Regions from separate parts of the Bombyx mori genome. Here region 1 is linked to region 2. Evidence: chromatin contacts called from public Hi-C data. All regions are on one chromosome and are shown on one strand. Each heading gives the region's core, a stretch centred on a gene start, on an enhancer-like site or on the middle of the called end of the contact. The rest is flanking DNA. Distances are from core to core; before and after follow the strand shown. Region 1 holds the start of LOC119628334. Region 2 overlaps LOC134198896 (a long non-coding RNA gene).

Region 1 (6,723 bases), core at 1,484-3,983, 53 kb after region 2:
ATTTAGAAGATTCTATTACTTAAAAAAAAACAAAAAAAAATGGCTAACCGTATTATTAAAATACATATCCGTTTATAAAACTATAAAAAAAGACTGTTTACTTATTTGAAGTAACTATGTAGAACGACATGAAAATTTATCTAATCTTATCGGCGATTCTTCAATGTAAGCAATACACTAGGAGACAGCATATTATTACATATGATTTCATCTTACCAGTCTGTAAAGGACGCCAAATGTTAAGACGGAACCACAGCATGTTGCTATAGAGCTAGAGTGTGTGTAAAAATGAATAGCTTTTTATGTCTGACCCTCGAAAACAATCAATCGCCAGAAGGTCAATTATTAGATCTCTATTCCACAATCGTTCAGTCAATAAATACCTATATATGAGTCGACTATTATCAAAGCCGGCAATCTGACTTTTGGACAATGATTGGTAAATCAGAAAAACGAATTATTGACTTTGTATTCCATTGGCAGTCACAAAACTCTTCGGAACGACATTTTAGATAAATAACAGGTTAACTATTAACCTTTATTTAATGCAGGTTTTGAACCGTATTCTTTGAAGGAGACGATTATATTCAAATCAATCTGTATTGACATATCAATAAATTTTTTTTGTCCAAATGCACAGATTGCCGCCTTTGGTAATAGACGACTCATATATAAATAATAATTGAAGTCGTCGTGCCCTAAAAGATAAGACGTCTGGTGCATTCGTATATAGCGATGCAACGGTGTTCGAATACCGCAGGCGAGTACCAATTTTTATAATGAAATACGTACTTAACAATTGTTCACGATTGACTTCCACGGTGAAGGAATAACATCGTGTAATAAAAATCAAACCCGCAAAATTATAATTTGCGTAATTACTGGTGGTAAGACCTCTTGTGAGTCCGCACGGGTAGGTACCACCACCCCGCCTATTTCTGCCGTGAAGCAGTAATGCGTTTCGGTTTGAAGGGTGGGGCAGCCGTTGTAACTATATTGAGACCTTAGAACTTATATCTCAAGGTGTGTGGCGCATTTACGTTGTAGATGTCTATGGGTTCCAGTAACTACATAACACCAGGTGGGCTGTGAGCTCGTCCACATATCTAGGCAATAAAAAAAAATGAATATCAATGCCCTTAATCCATCATTATACCAGAGCATGACAGATAAAAATATACAGTAGGCACAATTTTATTTTGTGTCCGTCCGTGACTTCTGTGTATGCTGCACTAAACACAACCACGCAATATAAACCTGAAACAAGCCGTATTACCTTTTGCGCTCTCGGCATATCGGCCGGTAAATATCGGCCCTTCATAGTTCATTCAGTTACCGGCATCCGTGAAGTCGACACGGTCGTGGAGCGCGATCGCATAGTGCCCATTGTCGTAGTGTGAAAGTGCAAAGACTTTCTACAATAAATTATCAACGCAAAGCTATTGTCTAATCCTGTTCAGTGAGTGTGTATTTTGTTTACTGTGTTATTATTTATTGAAGTGTAAAACGACATACGGACTTTGACGATCATAATTACCATGCAAATAAAGAAGGCGTCTGCGCCGATATTGCGAAATAGTTAGAAGGAAAAACCACTGAGTAAGGTCGGATGACAGTAAATATTCATATCAGATAGCGTGGTTTTCATTATAAAGAAAAAAAAAAACGTGGGTTTTTTTAAAATATTTTTTTAGTTAATTGGTTTGTTTGATATTAAACGTTTCATTTAATAATTGATTACGGTTATACTACTGGTGGTAGGACCTCTTGTGAGTCCGCACGGGTAGATACCACCACCCTGCTTATTTCTGCCGTGAAGCAGTAATGCGTTTCGGTTTCAAGGGCGGGGCAGCCGTTGTAACTACATTGAGACTTTAGAACTCATGTCTCAAGGTGGGTGGCTGATTTACGTCGTAGATGTCTATGGGCTCCAGTAACCGCTTAACACCAGGTGGGCTGTGGGCTAGTCCACCCACCTCAGCAATAAAAAAAAAACAAACAATTACCTATGCAACGAATTTACGATGTTCCATAGATATGTAAGCTTTGCTTTTAAATCGATTCCATAATTATATTAATTGTTTTTTTTTCCTATATTCAAAAATATTCCAATACAATTTTAACAAACCAAGAACTCTTGCTATCCGTTTACTGAGGCAGTCAACAAACGGACAGATGGACAATGCTCAGATAAGATTTCACTAGAACAATGCCTGGAACATCTGTTCTCTTTGTCTACATTTTATTGACGAAGATACAATATAGGCAGTGTCATTCATTATACGTGTTGTGGATATTTCCATTTGTAGCGTTGATTTTAAATCGTAATAAATACATACATTCCGTTTTCAAATAATTTGTTTAGATGTTATTTTTTTAAGCTTTCATGCGTTAAACAACTAATTAGTACAGTTCTTATAGCAAAATAAACACTCCAAAAACAAGCCTTTTAAGAACCAACAAATTCGTCAGCCCAGTAGTATTAGTTGAATGATTTCCAAACATACATTAAAGGCCATTAATATAATTGGAAATTTAGAAACCGAAGTCATAATTTTTTTTGGAAGAACATGCCCACTCGATTCTCTTTGGTTGTCGCGTCCAATGATTGATCACAGCACCGCCACTATTCTTGACTGCTGTCAGATAATTTAATAATAGTCAAAGATAAGTATGTATATTTTGTCGGTTGATTAAAATATCCCTTTGTCACGTTTCAGAGTTCGCTACGACATGGGGGCAAGGTCCCGGGAGTTACTACTGCTCCTGGCAGCATGCGCGCTGGTATTCGGCGAATCTATCAATAAAACCGTCAAGAAAGACAAAGACGCCGACAACTTATTGGATCAATATGAGGATTACGAACCCGCGGAATACCAAGAGGTTTTGTACAACGAGGACAGGCCCTGTCCCAGAGACTGCATATGCTCTGTATCTCAGGGATACAGACAAGCCAAGTGCAGCTTCCTCGAAATCGGTACACAAAAGTTCGGCGATGATATCCTTGATCTCGTGGTCGAAAACGCAGATCCCCGCTACCCGATTAATCTAGACGACTTCATGTTCAAAAAACTCGGACTTCACCAGGTTGCTACTGTAAAAATCGTGAACAGCACGATTGGTTATATCGCCCCCAATGCTTTCCATGGTGTCCATGACCTTTACGCAGTCAACCTATCCAACAACAACCTAAAGAGCCTTCATCCTGAGACGTTTGCGAACAATAAGAAGCTGTTACTTCTAACGCTTTCAAACAATCCCCTCAAATTTCCTGCAGCTGGGTCCGAAAATTACTTCTTGAACGCTTCCTCTGTACAAGAGCTTGATGTTTCATACTGTAACATGCAGTACATCACGGCAAATACTTTCAAAAATATGCCTGGTTTGATGTACTTGAATGTTGCCGGTAACAACCTATCCGATATGGATCCAGATACATTCAAAAAATTACTCGATCTCGAAGAGTTAGATCTCCGCAACAATCACATTAAATCGCTCCCCGACGACATTTTCTCGGAAAACACCGAACTAGCAACACTGCATTTACTGAAAAATCCTATTGATACAGTGTATGGCCTCCAAATATCCGATTTGCTTACACTTAATGCGGGACAAACAAACATTAAGTTTGTTGGGCCATCAATGTTCAACGGTATGGGTCTTATTGCTAATCTCAACCTCAGCGGAAATAGTATCGAGAAAATCCATAACCAGGCATTCCACAAATTAGTAGAACTCAATTATTTAGATTTGTCGTATAATAATTTGGATTACATGTCCAGTATTCTTATCAAAGAAAACATCGAACTTGACATCTTCAAAATTTCAAACAACCCACGGCTAAAACATTTACCGGTTGAAGGTTTCACATGCTCATCTGATCAGTTTAATATTTACTTCTTTGGCGCATCTGACTGTGGTCTAGAAGAGATTTACGATAATTCTCTGAAAACATTCTCTGCTCTGTCAATAATTCATCTATCGAATAATAAATTAACTACCATAAACAATACCGTTTTCTCGCACTGCCCTAAATTAATGGAAATCAATCTTGCTTATAATATGCTCACCACTTTAGATCCTAAGCTCTTCGCAAAGAACAATGAACTTGCAAAGCTTAATTTACAAGGTAACCCTCTTAAAGTACTTTCTGCGGAAATTTTTGTCCACACTCCGGCCATGATTTGGCTAGACATGAGTCACGCTGAATTAACCTCTTTGTGGAAAGTAGATAAAAATCACCCACTGACAGTTCTTATCAATTTACTATTCTTGAATGTATCCCACAATAGAATTACGGAAATTAAACAAAACGAATTAGATAATTTGAACAAACTACGTACTTTAGACATTACCAACAATCCGTTGGCCTGCAGCCGAGACTTTGAAAACCTCATGACATGGCTGAACAACCACACAGTGTTGCCTACTGGTAACTCTGCCAACGTCGCCAATATGGCTAGAGATGGAAAAGATGATGATGCCACTTACAGCTGGGATTTCCTGACTATCAAGACTTGTGGAACTACAGTTATTTCCCATCCTGTTGAACCATTATCGGCTGTATCTGACGAAGAAATTTGGGAAAGAATCGACAAGGACACTGAGGGTAATTTCGATTTGAAGAACACCTTAGATGACGGTAAAATTCCTGATGATACCAACGCTTCTGCTGACAGCAAACTAATAATTGATAGCACTGATGAAGAATCAGATGACGTTGATCCCGATGATGATGAAGACGAGGGCGACGATGATGACGACGAAGACGACTCTGGCGAAGATTACGAGAATGATGACATAGATCTTAAATATGAGCTCATCAACAAAACGGACTCGAAATCTGAGAATACAAAGAAATCTGAACAACAGGCCACAGAGAAAGTTAAGATTGACATCAAGCTCTTAGACTTATACGAAAATTCTGAGCCAGACGTCTATGTACGAACATCGACCGAGGAAGAACACGGCCATTACAGCTACTTGTGGCCAATATCCATTGCCATCCTCGGAGCGCTTTTGTTGCTAATCGTTATCGCTAAGGTCGTCATGATGACGTGTAAATCAAGAACCAGGCAGCTCAGATACAACAGTGCCATTATTGCAGCGATGAGTCAACCCGGCCGCACCAAAAAGGACTGCGGCTTGGTATACCAGCAGTTGTCCGAAGACCTCACAGGTCCGGCCACTCCAAAACTAAGCCGATATGCTCCACTTCACAGCGTCACTGTCAATGCATCCAACATGTCCTATGAGAGCAGTCCCTTCCACCACAACAACATCGTGCCAGAAGCAGTGTGAGCCACACGTACAAAATTTAATTTTTAAGAGTTATATCATGAAACTAACAACTGAGCTAACTCTTTTTCAAGCAACAAGTGATAGAATATACGCGCTAGTCACACAATAAATATTTGACACATTTCATATTAGTGCCTTTATGTGTACACTCGAGTAACAATTCGACCAAATTATCTAGCGCTTTTTTTTTGAATTATCAAGTAACAAATCGAAGTCAAATTACTAATTAATTTAAGATTATACATATTATTATATATTATACAAATTAGTTGATAGGTTTATTTTATGTACTTAAAAATATTAAAATTAAATACTAAAATGTGGTTTTTGTTTCATCTACCCAAAAAAAACCAGATTATATCCAATATAAAAATATTTATTTTTGAAATACTATATTTAATTACTAAAACTAATTAGTTCTGTAACGATTTTACAATGGCGAAATATATATTACTAACAAGAATGATGTTTCATTTGAGCAATCACTATCAAATACAATTTACATTAACTTACATTGAAACAATTAGTAAATGGTCAATGATTCCTCCAGCAATTTTGATAAATCCTCTTCAGATTGTGTCACTGGAGCGATTTTTAATAAACGATCCTATAACAATACAAGGACAAGAATCTGTAAAATTTGTAGGCCCTTTCGAATAGTATAGTAATTAATTTAAAAGATTAGAATCAAATATCCTGTACCGATTTCAGTATTTCAACAGACGTCTGAAGAGTACACTATTCAGCAGTGTCAGGCTGATCTGATTAAGCTGTTTCCACAGTTTAATTTAACATTTAACATTTCAATTGGATCAATATGATAAAAAATTATGTAAAAAATTCGAAATTTCCAAATTTTAATAAATAAATTCGAAGCTGGGTTTTCAAATTGAAACAAAGGCAAATCGATATACCTGTAAAACTAAAAAGAACGATGATTTTGAATCTACCAAAAAGTTATTCTTATAACTCCAAACAACCTACCTGAGGTAAAGCACCCTTGACCAAGTCCGGTATGTCGTCATTAGTATATCCTAATGCCTTCAATCCGTTTTCAATCTTCAACTTATCCATATACAAGAGTATGACGTCGGAGAGTATTCTACCGGCGTCTTTTCTCTTAGCGTTGGTGACGTCAGCTCCTAGCAGACTGGCTGCTTCTAGATGTTTCTCAGGGTCACTAGATGCGGTGAATCGGAAAACAGCCGGCGCTGTCATTACAACCGACAGGCCGTGAGGGATTATCGGATTGGAACTGCAAATTGAACAGACAAATCTTTTATATACAATTCAAGCGTAAATCTTCTGACGAATTGGTTAAGCCTTCGGCTTAGTTAAACGGTCTGCATGACTTTTATAAAAAACTAGCGGCCCGCCCCGGCTTCGCTTGGGTAGTAGCGCACGTGATGTAAATAATTTTAG
Region 2 (7,030 bases), core at 13-2,512:
GGAGATTATGGACGTTTGCCAAGCCTCGGCAAGCGTGTAAACGAAGCATAAGATTTGCTTTATACGATTTTCTTGAAATCGCCTTTTTTTCTACCTATTCTAGTAGCCTCGAGGGGTTATTCTAGATTCGCCTAAATAGTAGGTGAGCTCACGGGGCTCAAACCTGACGATGTTGCTAACACGGACCCTAGCAAGAGCCGTGCTTCGCAGAATCTACCACCGAATCGGAAACGCGACCCACTGAAAAGACCCGCCGAGAAACTCAGTGGGCAGAAATCGCCATTAGCCAAATCGTTGTAATCTGCAAAATATATACGCCACTAAACTTAACCAAACTGTAACCCACATAATATTCACTAACATATCAAAAGGAACTTAAGCTAAATCTAAAATGGGCATAAAATTTTGTGGTTTACTTTATTTTTACTTATTCGATTGAATATTCTATAACTATTACTCAAAATAATTATAAGAATATTTTATAAATGGCATTAAATAGTATAGTATGCTTTATTTGTGAATAAGTCAAAAATAATCAATTAGATTTGATTATGCATTTAGACTTCTTATAATAAAATTAGCACAATATATGCAATGGGCAATAAAAAAAATACTAAAAAATATACTATACCTATAACATTAATACTTCATTTGGTCCATCGTTAAAATATATAGATGTATATATATCTATATTAAAAACATATTATCAAATAGGCAATTTCTATGCATATTATTATCAGCTTTAAATTGTGATTATAAGTTTTGAGTGCCATCTGCTGGAACATTTAGTTAAAAAATAAGCTACCGCCACCTTTTGGCAATATAGTGTACTACTTCATTTTTAGTACTAAAACTTTTCATCAAGTAATAGAAACTAGATGGCAGCATAGTTTATTTTAGAAAGCATTTGTAACCAATAATAAAATTTCTTACCTAATTTAAATTTTATTGAACATTATTTTTATTTTACTTATATGTCCTTTTAACATATAATGAAACCTAAGAATCCCACGTACCTTTGGGTACGATACGATGTGTGCTTCCAAATGTTTAATATTAAGAGTATAATCTAGAGTAACAAATTAGGTACGTATTAATTCGACCTAATAGTTCGTAATTCCTAAACCTACATACTACATATGACCAATATCCAAAATACTATGAATATGCAATAGTTTATAGCTAAAATTAAATGTAAAATGTAAAGGCAGGATATTATTACTTGTGGTTTTTGGTAGCACTCCTCAGTTTACTGCTGGAGTCACGTATTTACAACTCACTTCGCTTCGGCTATGCGATTCGGAATTTGTGATTTTGTTACCCAATGTAAACTTTAAACATTGTGCATAATAAACATTTTATGCATACAAAAATAATAGATACCTATATATTTATATGTATTTTTAATTTGTCGGAAGCATCGCTGATGTGGGTTGCTGCACCAGGTATAAAACCGCTGACGTATTGATAATAATAGTTCTATCTCGTTCGTTCTTACGTCGAAACGTGTATACAGAACAGAGCGCGAAGTTGCCAGGGCTACGTAACTGAGCAAACAAGGCTCGCCTTCCTAGTCAGCGAGAGACCCGACGAACGAACGACCGACTGGCGGCGCCATTACTCTCAAAGTATTCGTACGAACGTGACTGTGTGCCAGCTTTTCATTTGTTTTTCTTTCATCGATCGCGTTAGAACATCGCTACTACGCAGTGCAAGGTAAGCGAATTAGTTTAGTTTTTCGGAAGCAGTGATCGTGTTTAATACAGTTGCGTGGAACTATACGTTTCGTGGATATGGAAAGCTTTCTCGCTTATTTATGCAAAGAATTTACTGAGGGCAGTGTGTGCAGAGAGTACAAGCAGCCGAAAGAGGCTCGCGGGTGAGGCGCGGCGCTACCTTCGCCGCCTGCGCAAGCTCGCACCCTACAAATTATAAGTTTTAAAACTAAATTGTGTAACTATTCAACTAAATCACGTGCTTCTTTCATTTCGTGTTCAGTGCTGTGTAATATTTATATTCTTTACCCGCATTTTGTATTGTAACAAGTTTTATAAGCTTTTGTGTCACTCTGTAGGCAACAACTACATAATTTTCTTTGTGTGTTTGAAACCCGTGAGCGGTTTTACCTACTTGATTTTCGCTTGGAATCGACTTGAATAGGTTATCATTCGATTTTGAATTCCTTATCTTGGCGCTAGACTATCATCGTTAGATACATGTAATATTACTTTTCCACGTTCGCATTGAAACGAAATACCTTTTTCGGAATACCAGGAAACCCATATTAAGACCACGTTTGAGTCACGTCTGAATGCAACAGGATAATACGACAAAACACGTAACATATTAACTTATCTGCAGCAATTAGCCCTAATGGTTACCAATTATAAACAAAAATACTTGATCGGGTATCGATGAATGGCGCCAAGTCGTACTATGATAGACACGGTACCGTTATATCGCTTTTGTTATACCTATTATTATGTTACCCAACATAAACTATACAATTTCGTATTTTCATTCGCAAATAACAAAAGAGCGGAATCGATTTTAACAAATAAATGAACTCGTTCATTCAACCCTGCAAACAGAAGCTCAGTTCAATGCACAATTTGTTTATTATTTTAATTAAAAAACAACAAAAAAAAAACGTGTATCACATACATAAACTGCATCGGTTGACGCAACGAAAACGCGAAACACATCATTCACCCTTTCACTGTTTTTAAGACAACGTACAATTGCTTTTGCATAAAAACGAGGTTAGCCAATCTGATGACATACAGTCGATCGTTACAAAGTTAGAGCCACCGAAGTGTCGACCTTCATTCGGACGCGTTACGTGACGGGTCTGCTGTCTCACTCACCAGACTCGCATCACAAAAAACCCCTATGATCAACACTCGTCATTGAAAGAAGCTTACTGAGTTTCTCGCCGGATCTTCTCAGTGGGTCGCGTTTCCGATCCGGTGGTAGATTCTGGGAAACTGAGGCAAAGTGTTAACAACACTTTCGGTTTGAGCCCCGTGAGCTCACCTACACGTTAAGGTAAAGCTGAAGTAGCCTCTCAAGGCTATCGGCATAGGCAGGAAAAATAAAATATTGAAAGATTTCATGATCCGTATGTGAATCGAACCTTTTTTTTTTTTTCGATACGCGTCACGTTTCAAATGATTCATCGGAGAAGACTTTAATTTCCGTTTCGGTGTTGTATTCGATGTTGCAGCGAACAATTATATTACACGTTCAACGTTCCATATGAACCGTAAAATGTTCATTGTCCCGAATTGAGTTTACGTGCGTGCATGCAAAGTCGAGGCAGAGTTGAACTGTGACGTCATCGATTCTTTAACGCCTTTCTGTCGATAATTTTCTAAACTGTGATCTAAATATTTAAATAAATTCAATTAGAAAAACCCGAAAATAAAGTCGGCTGTTTTTTAAGCTATTGCGTAGCTTTTATCGCGAGCCTTGAGCGCGGCGACCGAATCATGAAATTCCGTAACGAAAAAAACCTTACACCCCTCACTCCGCCTACCATGTAGCTGCGTTCAACACATTCACACGTTGCGCTTGTGTAGTATTTGTGAATAAGCGCGTGGCGTGACGTCACACTGCATGCGCATCATGAAAAGTCTGCCCATCTCTCTTTCGCGCGGTCTAGCTTATGAGTGTGAAGGGGACGGTTAAGGTTTTGCTTTTATTAATGTTTAATATAGCGTGGTCTTGTTTTATTATTGTTTTAATATTAAATTATCATTGTCTAATTATAATTGCATAAGTTGATAAAGAATGCTATGCAATAGCTTTATTACGGCAGTTCCCGAGTGCCACACGTTTGTTTTTATTTTTTTAAATAGACGATCACATGCATTATAGGTATATCACGACTATGCATGTTTCGCTCGAAACATAATACCTGGAACTGGTTTTCATTTCCTGTTTCACCTTTATCTTCCACAAAGGCAGAATTTGTACCGCAACTATGTTTTAATTGCGATGATATTTCTTACTAGGTACTATTGAAACGAATGAGATGACGGTTGAGAATGAAGTACTTTATTTCTTGGTAATTGACTATGGTACACTACTAGTACATATTGTGACCACTAGATGCCGCTAGTATAAATTAAACTTATTATTTTGATATTAATAAATAAACATATTTTAACAGCACCACTTATCAAAATAATCTAATATCAATTAACAACAAAATCAAGAACAACAACTTGACCTTGACGTTTTTAAACTTTTTGAACTCCTAATAATTTTACTAAATAGTTATGTTTGGCACCACTTAGACTTTTCGTTAATATATCGGCGGGCATCTCAGACGTTGACAGATAATCAATTTTTACAAGCTTATTAGAAACTGCTTCTCGTATAAAATGGTAGCGCACATCTATGTGCTTAGTTCGTTTGTGAAACAAAGGATTTTCCGTCAACTTTTGAGCTCCCTGATTATCGTTGTAGATTACAACAGTATAATTACAATCAACAATATCTGATAAAATACTTTTTAAATATATTGCTTCTTTACATGCCTCAGCAATGGCCATGTATTCGGCTTCAGTACTTGACAACGCTACTGTTTGTTGCTTCCTGCATTCATAGGATACTACACAGCCTGACAATTTAAAGCAAAAACCTGTGTAGGATTTCCTATCTATACTATTTGAAGCCCAATCAGCATCTACGAAGCCTTCTAAATTACAAGTGTCTTTAGTAAACTTCAAACCGTAAGACTTAGTTTTTTGTAAATATTTTAAAATTCTTTTTGCATGATGCCAATGAACTGAAGTAAAACAATTATTAAATTGGCTAAGATAGCTCACACTGTATGATATATCTGGACGCGTTAATACTGACAAATACATAAGATTTCCTATAAGCTGTTGATAGGGAAACTGTTTGTCAACACATTCTGCCTTATTTAATCTCAAATTACATTCCATTGGAGTATCTTTTGTATTACAATCATTCATATAAAACTTTTTAAGAATTTGTTTTACAAATTGTTCCTGATCAATGGTGATACAATTATTTTCATATTTCACTCGCATGCCTAAACACCTTTTTATTTTACCTAAATCTTTGATTTTAAATTTTGACATTAGCTTTTTCTTGAAATCATTAGTCATAGTCTTACTATTAGAAAAAATGAAAAAATCATCAACAAATATTGCAATGATAATCTGCTCATTTTTACATTTTTTACTATACAAACATGGTTCTGAAACTGACTTTACATAATCCATGTCTATTAAATAATCATTTATTCTGGTATTCCATGCCCTAGCAGACTGCTTCAAACCATAAACTGCTTTTTTAAGTTTAAGAACACAATTACTTGGACAATTTAAGCTAGGAGGTGCGTACATGTACACATTTTCTGTTAAAAAACCATTTAAAAATGCTGTAACTACATCAAGATGAAAGATTTCAAAATGAAATTTTACACTTAATGCAAACAGAAGTCTAAGTGTAGAGTATCTAAGCACTGGTGAGTAAGTTTCGTTAAAATCTACTCCATGCTGCTGAGTGTAACCTTTCGCTACAAGTCTAGCTCTATACCTAACACTGTTATTGCTTTCTAGCTTTTTCTTGAACACCCATTTGCACTGTACTACTCTATCTGCCTCCTCTTGTTTAACAATCTCCCACGCTTGGTTGTCTTCAAACGCTTGAAGTTCATCAGACATAGCCTGCTGCCACTTGTCTTTCTCTGGACCGTTGGTAGCTTCATCATAAGTTATGTCTTCAAACCAAGACTCTGGTTCATCTGAAATACAAAGATTGGTAAAACCATACCTTTCAGGAGGTTTCCTGGTACGCTTTTCCACCAATCGAGGCTCTTCTTTCTCAGATAGCTCTTCTTCTTCAGATAATGTCTGATAAGAGTCTCCTTCAGTAGAAGTTGTACTTTTTTCTGAATCATATACATAAGTGGGATCATCCTGATTTGTCAATGTTATTTCACTTTCTTCAGTAGAACTTTCCTCTTGTGCTGACTGCTGTTTTTCTATCTGTCCTTCGTTTATTTCTATTTGAGTAGTATCTGGTTCCATTACAATGACATCTCTGCTGGTACATATTTTTCTAGTTTCTAAGTTATACAATCTGTAGCCTTTCACATTCTCTGGATACCCCACTAATATGAATTGAACTGCTTTCTTGTCCCATTTCAATCTTTTATTTTTAGGAACATGCATCATTACTGGGCTCCCAAATATTCTGACATGACTGAGATCAGGTTTTTGTCCTGTCCATACTTCAATCGGTGTCTTTTGGTCCAAACCTGAAGCCGGTGATCTATTTTTCAAGTATACTGCCGTGTTAACTGCTTCTGCCCAAAAACTTTTATCCAGTTTGGCCTCGAACAATAAACATCTTGCACGTTCAACTATAGTCCTGTTGAAACGTTCGCTGAGACCATTCTGCTCCGGAGTATATGGGTTCGTCTTCTGATGGATAATTCCACTATCTATCAGATAATTTTCCATCATATCTGAAGAAAACTCCCCTCCATTGTCGGTTCTCAATGTTTTTATCTTTGTTCCTTTTTGATTCTCAACCATTTTTTGAAATTCCTTGAAACGCTGTAGAGTCTGATTCTTCTCCTTTATAAAATATACAAAAGCCATCCTGCTAGCATCGTCAACAAACAATAGAAAATATCTTGCCTGTCCAATCGATCGAACCTCCATAGGCCCACACAGATCTGAGTGAACTAAATCTAGCAATTCTGTACTTCTATGGTTTCGTAATTGGAACGGTAAACGACTCTGTTTCCCTTCACAACATACTTGACAGTTGGATTTTTTTATATTAGCCTTCATATCAAACGATATTCCGTCTACAGCACCATTTTTCATCTTCTGCAAATCATTACTATTAATGTGTCCCAATCTTCTGTGCCACTGTTTTGCATCTGTAGTCTGAACTGCTGCCGCCAACACTTTCTCTGATCTTACTGTATTCAACTTATACACACCATTTTGTAGATTTGCTATTCCAATAAGCTCATTTC

The links. Hi-C and Micro-C count contacts between places; a contact is called where the count stands out from the background.
Region 1: a contact with region 2 is called in a Hi-C map of posterior silk gland, with 2.3 times the contacts expected there. The contact joins the promoter of LOC119628334 here to the enhancer-like site in region 2. A contact is called at or near these places in 6 of 7 Hi-C or Micro-C datasets (midgut, posterior silk gland, an unstated tissue and 1 more).

The regions. Positions count from the first base shown.
Region 1 is chr5:6,222,905-6,229,627 of ASM3026992v2, forward strand. It overlaps LOC119628334, which reads left to right and starts at 2,734. Exons shown (of 1, transcript XM_038011275.2): 1 at 2,734-5,620. The coding sequence starts at 2,734. The coding sequence ends at 5,301. LOC101738633 (probable hydroxyacid-oxoacid transhydrogenase, mitochondrial) reads right to left here. Exons shown (of 8, transcript XM_038011278.2): 7 at 6,286-6,556; 8 at 5,657-5,908. The coding sequence ends at 5,825. LOC134198894 (a long non-coding RNA gene) reads left to right here and starts at 6,553. Exons shown (of 2, transcript XR_009973166.1): 1 at 6,553-6,723.
Region 2 is chr5:6,171,834-6,178,863 of ASM3026992v2, forward strand. The region is part of intron 1 of LOC134198896 (a long non-coding RNA gene); the gene reads right to left. Among protein-coding and RNA genes, the nearest start is that of LOC134198896, 5.1 kb to the right of the region's middle. Within about 2 kb of position 1,263, at least 8 of the 8 cell types and tissues checked have open chromatin away from gene starts, as enhancers often do.